Regions from separate parts of the Sus scrofa genome. Here regions 1 and 2 are each linked to region 3. A link is a contact called in public HiChIP or PLAC-seq data. All regions are on one chromosome and are shown on one strand. The core of a region is the stretch at or near the end of the contact, and the rest is flanking DNA. Distances in the headings are between cores, read along the strand shown. Region 1 has its middle 110 kb from the start of CXCL13. Region 2 overlaps LOC110262133 (a long non-coding RNA gene). Region 3 overlaps MRPL1 (39S ribosomal protein L1, mitochondrial).

Region 1 (4,017 bases), core at 1,252-3,751, 170 kb before region 3:
ATTATATTAAGAGAATGAAGGAGAAAGCCCACATGATCATCTCAACTGATGAAGCAAAAGCATTTGACCAAATGCAACACCATTTCATAATAAAAAAAATCAAAACACTCATAAACCAGGAATAGAATAAAACCACCTTGACATAATAAAAACACCATGAAACCCCACAGTAAACATCATGTTTAATGATACAAGACTGAGAGCTTTTCCTCTAAAATCAGGAACAAGGAAGATGCTCACTTTTACCACTTCTATTCAACACAGTAACATAAGTTCTAGTCAGAGAAACTCAGCAAGAAAAATAAAAGGCATCTCAAACAGAAAGGGGAAATAAAAATATCTCTATTTGCAGATGATAATCTTATATGTAGAAAACGCTAAAGATTACACACGTACACACGCACATAAACTATTAGAACAAATTATTTCAGAAAAACAAAAGCAAACAAAATCAACACACAAAAATAAGTTTCATCTCTACACTCATCAGGAACAATGTGAAAAGCAAATCATTAAAACGATTCCTTTAACAATAGCATAAAAAAAAAATACTTAGGAATTTACTTAACTAAGGAGATGAACTACACAATGAAAACTAAAACATTACTAAAAGAGGCATTCCCATTGTGGCTATGGAGTTCCCATCATGGCTCAGCGGTAATGAATCCGACTAGTATCCATGAGGATGGGGGTTTGATCCCTGGCCTCATTCAGTAAGTTAAGGATCTGGCGTTGCCATGATTTGTGGTGTAGGTCGCAGACACAGCTCGGATCTGGCTTTGCTGTGGCTGTGGTGTAGGCCGGAGGCTACAGCTCCCATTCGACCTCTAGCCTGGGAACTTCCATATGCTGTGGGTGCGGCCCTAAAAAAAAAAAAAAGAAAAGAAAAGAAAAAATAGACTAATTTACATCATCAAAATGAAAAGTTTTTATGCAACAGAAACAGAGGACTCTATCAACAGAATAAAAAGGCAGTCCACAGAATGTGAGAAAGTACTTGTAATCATGTATCTAATAAGGGGTTAATAATGAGGATATAGAGAGCTCCTGAAACTTAATAACAAAAACACAAACAACCCAACCAAAAATGGGCAAAAGACTTGAATAGTTCTTTGTACGTCTTCTTTTTCTAAAGAAGCTAATGAGACGATCACTAATAACTAGGGAAATGAAAATCTAAACTACAATGAGATGCCACCACTGTATACACATTAGAATGACTACCATTAAAAAAGAAAAAAAAAGGCAGAAAACAAGTGTTGATGAGGATGTGGAGAAACTGGAACCCTTCTGCTCTGTGGTGGGAAAATTAAAAAGATAGTATGGCGGTTCCTCAAAAAAATAGAAATATCATGTGAGTCAGCAATTTCACTTCTGGATACAGAGTTTCAATTCTGCAAGATGAAAAAGTTCTAGAAATCTGTTGTATGCCCAACAGTGTGAATATACTTAACACTACTGAATTGAACATTTAAAAACGGTTAGGACAGTATATTTTATTATCTATTTTACCACAAAAAAAAAGATGCTGCAAATAAAATAATTTTTAAAATGAAAATAAAATGATGAGAAGCACAAAGATAAATGCTCAGATGTGAAAACAGCTGTGCATGCTGTGATTTACTTGTTTGCTTCCCGGTGCATTTCTCACCATTTCTCCATCCTGAATGTACCACAGGATGCACCATTTTCCAGGCTTAAGTTCAGCCAATGAGAGACACGGTGAACTAGAGGGAAGAGGGGAGGAAAGTCATAGTATTTCTCCTCTTACAGCAACTGATGGCATTTCTAGCAGCCTCCAAATCTTCTTCGTGACCCCAACACCCCAAAGACAGGCCCTCCCTTTGTGCCAGCACCTCCTGCAGGCAGCCGCTGCCATGGTGCTAGCTCCTGGTAGGTAAACCCACTTTCTTGGATCTGGTAACCCCATCTCCTCTTGATTTCCATGGCTTAAAGGTTATAGTGGCTGTTGGAGTTATTCATCTCTGGTTTGCCTCACCATTCACTCTTTGCCTTCATTTTTCCTCTTCCATTTAACTCATTCCCTAGATTATATTCATCTTAATTGAAATAGCTTCTGTTTTTCAACTGAATCCTAATACAATCCTTTATGAAAGATATGTCTAAATCTCATCCACATGGAAACATTAAAAAAAAAAAACCCTCATAAATTACACCGTTTGGTCTACATTGCCCTTTTAAATAAGGCCTACATGTTTATTTCTATGTTTTGCACAGTTTTAAGTGATTGGTACATATTTATAAAATACACACACACACTAGGAATTTCTTTTGTGTGCCAAGTACAATGGTTTTCTGTAGCAAGCGTCTATAATCCAAGAGCACTAGTCTAATTACCTGCCATGTGAATGTCCCAGGAAACAGATTTTGAGATGAAAACAGGCATTCAGGAAGTTTTTGGAGAGAGCTCAGAATCAAATATGGGAAGTGAAGGAAGAAATGACTATCAAGTGGGTCATGATAAAGGCCTTAGTCATTCCCATGGGGACTCAAACTGGCACGCCCCTTTAGAATTGTCACATATTGATATGAGGGAGCCAAGCCTTATAACCCCACATTTACCAGACATTGGCTGCAGACCAGTGTCTTGTCTTGGCATTGGGCATGACTTTGGGCCAGGAAGCTTTCCCTCCTCAGCCCCAGGTAATTCTCAGAGAGCGTCTCAGTGGAGAGTCCACTCCCAGTAGATGAGAGAATGAGTGTTTCCATGCCGAACACAGGAATCAAAGCAATACACCACATCACCATGGGCCACTCAAAGTCACCTGTTTCATATAATAATTCTGAAATCACCTCCATCCCCCTCGCCCCACTGAAACTTACAAGGGAAAGCTTAGTAACCTGAACCACAGCCTTTCTGTTGCAGCTGTTCTGGGGCTACGATTGATACTCCTCATCTCTCTCCTCCACTATCTACTCACCGTCAGCTACCTCTAAGCCTCTGCTGGTCTTGATGGCTGACCTAGGGCCTGGTTGCCATGCCCTTTTCCAGGCCATGACTCCTGTACTTGCAACTTCCCAGCAAAATAGGGCAAGGGAGTACCTAGAATTCCCCAAGTGTCCTCCTGGGTGCCCAAGACTTATACTTTCCCTCTCCCACTGTGTATAGAGGTCCATAGCAGCTGGACCTCTAACACCATAGGTCGGCAGGGTCCCATGACCCAATGGGAAGGGCCTCTTGAACTCTAGTCTGGAACTTCCGTAGAGCTCTTTCCTGATTCCTGCACCAACTCAGGCCAGGCTCATACAGCTATGGAGTGACACCTCTCTGGCCTTCAGTTTCCTCACCTGAAAATTAAGAAAATCACATTTCCTCACCTCAAAAATTAAGAGAATGACAATACATATTTTATTGAGTTGTAAAGATTAAATGAATTAATACATATAAAGCATATATAGTACCTGATACATAATAAACCATATATGACAGTAAATTCTTGCTTTATATTAATTTACATATTTGCCATGATCCACAAATAAGAAAGGGATGCAAGTATAATAACATTCTCAGGAGCTCCCCTTGTGGCACATCAGAAACGAATCCCACTAGGAACCATGAGGTTGAGGGTTCGATCCCTGGCCTCGTTTGGTGGGTTAAGGATCTAGCATTGTTGTGAGCTGTGGTGTAGGTCACAGACGTGGCTCAAATCCTACACTGCTGTGGCTGTGGCGTACGCCGGCAGTTGTAGCTCCAATTTGACCCCTTGCTTGGGAACCTCCATATGCCACGAGTGTGGACCTAAAAAGAAAAAAAAAAATGCTCAGAAAATATAGGACTATGCTTCAATTTAGTTTAATATGAAATTTATCAATTGCTATTATAATTTTATTTCCTTGATTTGCTTCAATAGAAGTTCAAGATCCGGAGTTCCTATTGTGGTGCAGCGGAAACGAATCTGACTAGGAACCATGAGGTCGTGGGTTCGATCCCTGGCCTCACTCAGTAAGTTAAGGATCTGGCATTGCTGTGAGCTGTGGTGTAGGTCACAGACGTGG
Region 2 (3,913 bases), core at 822-3,321, 240 kb before region 3:
AGAGTGGGAAGAGCAAAAGAAAGATCTTGTTCAGACTTGAAATCTATGGGCTCAGCCCCCAAAGCACTGGGGATGCTTCCTCAGCAGAGAACCAAGGCAGCTACATTTTTTTCCCCCTTGGTCAGTGGTTCCAAATATTTTTGTTACCATGATCCCCTTGTGTTGTGTATATGTCCTCTTGCTCCCTGAATTTTTTGCTCACCTTTTTTTAATGAACGCATCCATTTTCCTTTATCTTACAATGCTCCAGTAAAAAAAAAAAAAAAAAAAAAAAGCAAGCAAGCAAAAACCCCCAGTATGCTCATTACATTTTTCTTGAGGCAAACCAGGCTGTTAACAGAGTGAAGAGTCAACACACAAAATATTCAATGAAAATGATACAAAGCCATTCTAAAAATATCATTAGTGCAAATTCATTTGTGATTCATATTCCAAGTAAGTGGTGAAACTCAGTGATCAGCATTTCACCCACTTTCAGCGTCTCTGCAGCCACAGCAAGGATGGAATTGTTGGCAGCTGGCTGACAACAGCGGTGTTTAATAACACGGTGGACTCCCAGGAATGGCACATTCATCGCCTTCCCCGTGACAGCGCCTTTTCCTTGGAACTGTTCACCCCCCAGGACAAATGTGCTGCCTGTGTACAGAGAGCACCCAGCTGTTGCCTGTCACCATCAAAGTGGCGGTAATACCGGTGGACAAGCTTACCCTGACTCGCCCCCCTTGGCTCTCACGGCCATTTCACTCGCGTCCGCTCTCAAGTCTGGGGAGGAAAGCTCTGGAGCCGCCAAGCCAGTAACATGCAGTGGACAAAAGCAGGAATGACTAATTTGTCCTGGGAAAACATGTCCAGTTGTTAAACCTATTTGCACCCAATTCATCATTTTCAACTGGAAGGTCCTCGGTTTAGAATACGCCTCACCTGGAGTTTCCACTGTGGTGCACAGAGTTAAGGATCCAGCACTGTCTCTGCTGCGGCATGGGTTCTATCCTAGGCCCTGTGCAGTGGGTTGAGAATCCAGCATTGCCTTAACTGTGGCATAGGTCACAGTCGCAGCTTGGATTCAACCCCTGATCCAGGACCTTCCATATGCCTTGAGTGTGGCCCTAAAAAAAAAATAATAAAATAAATAAAAAATAAAAAAGCTCCTTACCTACCTATCAAGTTGGACCATATTAAATTACCAGTAACCAACCATTTCTGAACTACATGACTAGTAATTTCAGTCAACCCAAATCACATCTACTCATCCTTCAGGACCTGGCTCAGGTATCTCCTCATCAGGACCCCTTCTTGGCTTCCCTGATTTAGATGCTACCACTCCGCTCTCACTGCATGCTGGGTATATTACTATGTCATACTTACTTCTCCTCTGTCTTTCCCACCAGAATTAAAGTTAGGAGCCATGTATTACTTACCTTTGAATACCCTACATGTAACTCTGTGACAGGTAAACAGTAGGTGCTCGATAAGTGCTTGAGTAAATGAGACTACCAAAGAGGACAGCCAGCTGGGCAATAACTATGGGTGTCAAAATCCATAATCTCATCTAAACAAACGGTCCCAGTATGGATGAGTCTCCTTGGGTGTATCTCCATTTTTTTTTTCTTGCTTTTTAGGGCCCCACCTGCAGCACACAGAAGTTCCCAGGCTAGGGGTCGAATCAGAGCTGCAGCTGCCAGCTTACACCACAGCCACAGCAATGTCAGATCTGAGCCTCATCTGCAACCTACACCACAGCTCACGCAAGGCCGGATCCTTAACTCATCAAGCAAGGCCAGGGATCGAGCCAGCATCCTCATGGATACTAGTCAGGCTGATTAGTGCTGAGCCATAATGGGAATTTCCAGGTGTATCTCCTTACATACAGCTCCTTGTAATAAAGAAGGAGCTGTCCACCTGTAGCTCTGTGAGAACAAAGAGGTAGTTATCTGCCCCCAACACACCCAAAGGACAATGGCCTGCAAGTACTAGAGAGACTCCTGCTCAGAAAGGAGGGAGAGGGATACACAGAGGAGTCCCTGACTACTGCAGTTCTGAAATCCAGAAGCGGTGGGACTGCTGCAAGTTCCTCCTTCTGTGTCTGAGGCCTGGAAGTAATTCTCCGCAGCTCGTGGCTCTACTCTCCAGGCTGTTCCAGCCTCTGAGTCATCCTTACTTTTTCATGAAAGGTAGCACTTGTTTGTGGCCAAATAATGTTCTCAGCTTGCTTCCTGCCAGAAGAGTTTTGGAAGTCCAGTGGCTTCTTATTTTGTCCTGTCTCTGTCCCTTTCAGTCCCAGCTGGCAGAGTTTCTGTGATACAGTTTTCTCAAAAAGGTGATGGGGCCTCTGTGCAATTCGTTGGGGTTCCCACCATTAGACAAACGCCACACCCATAAAGCTCTTCTAGATCAGCTGTTCCCTACCCTGGGCTCCTGCTGAGAATGAAAGACCATGTTCTAAGTTCCCCATGGGTCCTATTTGTGAGAGTTGTGTCCTTAATCTCTTGAAAGGGACCTTTGTGGACTGAATAACCTGTTCTTTGTTTATTTGTTTTTGTCTTTTTGCATTTTCTAGGGCCGCTCCGGGGGCACATGGAGGTTCCCAGGCTAGGGGTCCAATCGGAGCTGTAGCCGCCGGCCTACACCAGAGACACAGCAATGCAGGATCCGAGCTGCGTCTGTGACCTACACCACAGATCACGGCAATGCCAGATCCTTAACCCACTGAGCAAGGCCAGGGATCGAACCCACAACCCAGGGATCGAACACACAACCTCATGGTTCCTAGTCGGATTCATTAACCACTGAGCCACGAAGGGAACTCCATTACCTGGTCTTTCGACATCTCTGAGGTCTTAACAAAATGTACCATTGCTCCCTTGGCTTCCTGACAGTACCCAGAAGTCATTTCTTAATTTTGGCATTTTTTGTTCTCTAAAGAGATTTTTCAAAACCTTCAAGTTTTGGCTCCTTTGGTTTAACAATCCCTCTCTCAAGTTCTCTTCTCTTCCATTTCATTTTTAAAATGTTATTTATTTATTTATTTAGCTTTTTAGGGCCGTATGTGTGGCATATGGAAGTTCTCAGGCTAGGGGTCAAATCGGAGCTGCACCTGTTTATACCACATTACAGCAACGCGGGATCCAAGCCACGTCTATGATTTGGCCGCAGCTCACAGCAACGCCGGATCCTAAACCCACTGAGCAGGCCAGGGATCAAATCTGCAACCTCATGGATACCTGTCAGATTCGTTACCACTGAGCCACAATGGGAACTCCTCCTCTTGCATTTTATTATAAGCAGCAAGAAGAAAGGAGGCAGCACCTTCAACACTCTTGGAAATCTCCTCAGCTAGATCACCAAGTTCATTCAGCCTGCTTCTACTTTCCACTGAAGGGCGGACGACACAGTGTTGCTAAGATTCCTGCCAGTACATAATAAGGATTCTCCTTCGTCCAGTTTCCAGTACCATCCAGATTTCTACCGCCAGGTTGTTCAGGCAACTTAAGCTTCCTTTACCATGCTCCCCAAAATCTTTCCAGCCTCCTCCCACTGGCTGGTCCCAAAGCAGCTCTGAAATTTTTAAGCATTTGTTACAAAGGCATCCCACTTCTAGCACCAAGATATGCACTGCTTATGTAACAGTGAATAACAAAGTATCCCAAACTTCCTGGATTCAAATAGCAAAGTAGTGAATTCCTAGGTTCTGAGTCCAGGTGCAGCTCAGCTGGGTCCTCTAGCTCAGTGTCTCTCATGAGGCTCCAATGACAGTGTTGGTGGGGGGCGGGGGCTCCAATTATCTCAAGACCTGAATGGGGAAGAACCTCTTCCCAGCTCACTTACATGGTTGTTGGCAGGATTCGGTTCCTGGCAGGCTGTTGGACTGAGGGCTTCAGTGCTTCACTGGCTATTGGCCAGAGGACACCCACTT
Region 3 (3,934 bases), core at 284-2,783:
AAAATAAGGATTCATTGAGTGCTGTTAAGTGAGAATGGAATTATGTGTTGCATTGCTTTTTGAGATTCTTTTTCTAAAAATCATTTTATTGTCATCCATTTCTCTCCCGTAAATTTTATAGGACCCCATATTAGTTTTCTATTGCCACAAACCTCCTTGCTTAAAACAACACAGGTTTATTATCTCGTAGCTTTGTAGGTCAGAGGTCAGACATGGATCTCACTTGGCTAAAATCAAGATGTCATCAGAGCTTCATTCTTTCTAGAGGCTCCAAGGTAGACTCTGTTTCCTTGCCATTCCCAGCTTTTAGAGGCTGCGCATATTCCTTGGCTCGTGGCTTCCCTTCCATCTTCAAAGCTAGGAATGGCATGTTGGATCCTTCCATGCTCAGATTTCTCCTGTCTCTTCCCTTGTCTGTCAGGTATAGAAAGGGGAAAGTTTCTCTGCTTTCAGGGACTTGAGTGCTTAGATTGGGCCCTGGGCCTGCCTGGGTAGCCCAGGGCACTCTCCCCATCTCCTGTTCCTTAATGTTAATCCCGTCTGCAAAGTTCTTTTTTGCCATGTAGTTATGGACATCTTTGGGAAGCCATTATTCTGTCTACCACAGAACCCAGATGTCTTTCTAGAATATCATTTCATTGATTTAAGTCTTTTATGTTAAAAACGTTAAAGGTGTAATTGAAAGAGTACTGAGAAAATATATCACCTCTAGTTCTGTCTTTTCTTTTTAGATTCAAACTGTTGTTGAACATATTTTCTTAGATATTTTGTAAGCATCGTCTTAACAAACCACCCTACAATTAATTAATATTGCCCCACATCTGTGGGTGAGCTGATCTAAGCTAGATTTGAATGGGTACCTCTGATGACCTTTGCTGGGCTTGCTGTGCATCTGGGAGTCTGAGGTCAGCTGAGAATTGCCTGGAGCTCTGTGGGGGCAGTGCTGTTTCAGGCCTCTCAACCTCCTACCTTTGGGCTTGCCCAGGCCTGTTCTTATGAAAATGGCAGAAATACAGACTTACAAGTGGAAACAATTGAAGCCTCTTAAGGCCTCTTAGAACAAGAAACAGTCACTTTTGTTTTGTTATAGTGCCCTCCTAGTCACACGACTAGATCTAGGCACTGGGAAATATACCCCACCCTTTTAAGTGGGAGGAACTGCAAAGTTACTTACATAGCAAAGGAACTTGAATAGAGGGAGCGATAAGGAATTGGGGCCCATGATGCAACTAATCCCACACTCAAGCTATATTGCCCCAGCTCAACTCTTCTCTTTGACTACCTTCCTCATAAGAAGGCTGTTTTGCTTTCTTTATTTCTGGTTTTGGTTAATGATACTGCTCTATGTCTAGTCACCCAAACCAGAAAACTATGAAGTATTCTAGAGTCTTCTCTTTCCCCTTTCCCTATCTTCAATATTTACCTTGTAAGACATCTCTATAACAATCTTTCCATCCTCTTAGCTCTCACTACTCTGATTCAGGCTGTTATATCTCCTTGAGAAGAAAGGAAGGGAGTTGTCTCTTGATTGTCTCTGATGCAACTTCCTTCAAATCCATCCTTTACGTTGTAGCCAGAGTCCTCTACTTGAGATACAGATGTCACTCCTGTTCAGTGGCTTCTCATTGCCTCTAGAGGAGGCCCTTTGTGATCTGGATTCTCTAGCCTGATCTGCTGCTTTTTCATGCCTTCTGCTTTACCCTTTAGGTGTTAGCAAAATACGGCCAGTGGGCCAAAAAAATCTGGCCTGTCGTTTATTTATTTAGGCTTATCCAGGAATTTATTTAATGTTACAAGAATATTTTATTTACCTATAAAAAAGAGAAAATCATGTTTATTAATAAGAGCCTTCAGAAAAAACTAGTATTTGTTGTTCTCTCCACGATAAATAGCACTGCCATCTATTTTTGTATGGTTTATAAGCTAAGAATGAGTTTTATGTATTTTTTTATATTTTTAAATGATTTGGGAGAAAACAAGAAAATAACAATCTTTTGTGACACCTGAAAAATTTTTTTGGAACACAGCTGCACTCACTCATTTTTGTGTTGTCTGTGGCTACTTTCACCTTGTAGTGGCAGAGCTGAGTCATTGAGACAGGAGACCAGAAAACATTTGCTACCTGGTCCCTTACAGAGAACGTTTACCATCCCCTTTTCTAGTCATCTAGAACTTATAATAGTTCCATTGTGTACCATTCTGTTTATCATGCTTCAGTGCATGTTATGTTGTTTCTTTGCCTGGCTAACTCTATTTTTTAAACAATAGCTTTATTGAGATATAATTTACATATATATAATTCACCCATTTAAAGTGTACAATTTAGTGCTTTTCAGTATACTCACAGAGTTGCGCAACAATTTTAGAACATTTTCATTATTTTTACTCAAAACCCCATTCCTGGAGTTCCCTGGTGGCCTAGCAGTTAAAGGATCCAGCATTGTCACTGCTGTGGCTTGGGTCACTGCTGTGGCTCCGTTTTGATCCCTGGTCCAGGAACTTCTGCATGCTGTGGGCGTGGGCAAAAAAAGAAAAAAGAAAAGAAAAAAAGAAAAGAAATGCTTTCTTGAAACCAATTGGGGAGTTCCAGTGTTTTGAAAAAAACAAAAACGAAAGCTCATGCCCACTAGCAGCCACTTCCCATTCCCCTAACCTTCTCCCTTGGCCCTAGACAACCACTAAATCTACTTTCAGTTTCTGTAGACGTACCCATTCTTAATAGTTCCTATAAATGGAACCTTACAATATGTGGTCTTTGTGATTAGCTTCTTTCACTTAGCATAATGTTTTTAAGGTTCATACATATTGCAGCATGTATCAGCGCTTCATTCCTTTTCATTTCTTACTAACATTCTGCTGTAAGGATATACCACATTTTGGGTATTGGTTCATCAGTTGATGGACATCTGGGTTGTTTTACTTTTTGGCTTTTTTGAGTAATGCTGATATGAACATTAGTGTACAAATTTTTGTGGAGTCATATATATTTTCACCTCTCTTGAGTATATATCTGGGCTAATTCTTCCTTGTCCTTCAAGAATTGACTTGGGGGTCATCTCTTTCAGAACCCTTCTCTGACCTCCTGGGCTAGCTTCCCTTTGGCCCTGATAATGGTCTCATAGTACTTACCACATTATATAGAAATTACCTATTTGCCTGTCTGCCTACTCTACTCTTAACGTTTCTAGAGAGCAGCATCAGTGCCTTATTCAACTTTGTATCAATAGTTCAAAAGTTCACCGAATATTTGTTGAAATAGAAAAACTATAAAGCAATCTATGCTTTTGAATTAAAATAAGCTTTATCTTTTGCCATTTTTTTCTAATGTACATTGAGCTTTTTAAGTCTCTTGAACTACGTATTGTGATGACTGATCTTGAGTTTATTATTTTTTTTAAGGCCTGCAAAGAAAACACAAAAGGGTGCCAAAGGAAAAGCATCAGATGAAAAAAAAGATGATATAGAAAAAATAAAATCATATCCCTTTATGGAAGGTGAGCCTGAAGATGATGTCTACCTAAAACGCTTATATCCAAGGCAGATATACGAGGTAGAGAAAGCGATTCACTTACTTAAGAAATTTCAAGTTCTGGACTTTACTAATCCAAATCAAGGTGTTTATCTTGATTTGACACTGGACATGACTCTGGGGAAGAAGGTATGTAGACTCAATTAAAATAAATTTATTTGTGAACTGTGGTTGAATGAATTGCTGTTTCTTTTTTTTTTTTTCTCTCGCTTTTTTTTTAGGGCCATACCCACAGCATATGGAGGTTCCCAGACCAGGGGTCGAATTGGAGCCACAGCTGCCGGCCTACGCCACAGCCACAGCAATGCAGGATCAGAGCTGTGTTTGCGACCTATACCACAGCTCATGGCAATGCCAGATCCTTAACCCACCGAGTGAAGAAGCCAGGGATTGAACCCACAACCT

The links. HiChIP or PLAC-seq counts read pairs in DNA pulled down with a chosen protein or histone mark.
Region 1: a contact with region 3 is called in an H3K27ac HiChIP or PLAC-seq map of alveolar macrophages. The contact joins two enhancer-like sites. A contact is called at or near these places in 1 of 47 Hi-C or Micro-C datasets (epiblast stem cells) and 1 of 2 datasets of contacts at active chromatin or transcription factors (alveolar macrophages).
Region 2: a contact with region 3 is called in an H3K27ac HiChIP or PLAC-seq map of alveolar macrophages. The contact joins two enhancer-like sites. A contact is called at or near these places in 2 of 2 datasets of contacts at active chromatin or transcription factors (alveolar macrophages and skeletal muscle).

The regions. Positions count from the first base shown.
Region 1 is chr8:73,183,805-73,187,821 of Sscrofa11.1, forward strand. No RefSeq gene overlaps it. Among named protein-coding and RNA genes, the nearest start is that of CXCL13, 110 kb to the left of the region's middle. Within about 2 kb of position 2,502, at least 1 of the 83 cell types and tissues checked has an H3K27ac peak or open chromatin away from gene starts, as enhancers often do. A contact at or near this core is called in alveolar macrophages, where this site is marked.
Region 2 is chr8:73,121,535-73,125,447 of Sscrofa11.1, forward strand. It overlaps LOC110262133 (a long non-coding RNA gene), which reads right to left. Exons shown (of 3, transcript XR_002346721.1): 3 at 3,217-3,913. Among named protein-coding and RNA genes, the nearest start is that of CXCL13, 52 kb to the left of the region's middle. Within about 2 kb of position 2,072, at least 2 of the 83 cell types and tissues checked have an H3K27ac peak or open chromatin away from gene starts, as enhancers often do. A contact at or near this core is called in alveolar macrophages, where this site is marked.
Region 3 is chr8:73,359,053-73,362,986 of Sscrofa11.1, forward strand. MRPL1 (39S ribosomal protein L1, mitochondrial) reads left to right here. Exons shown (of 10, transcript XM_021100620.1): 4 at 3,400-3,658. Among named protein-coding and RNA genes, the nearest start is that of CNOT6L, 25 kb to the left of the region's middle. Within about 2 kb of position 1,534, at least 12 of the 83 cell types and tissues checked have an H3K27ac peak or open chromatin away from gene starts, as enhancers often do. A contact at or near this core is called in alveolar macrophages, where this site is marked.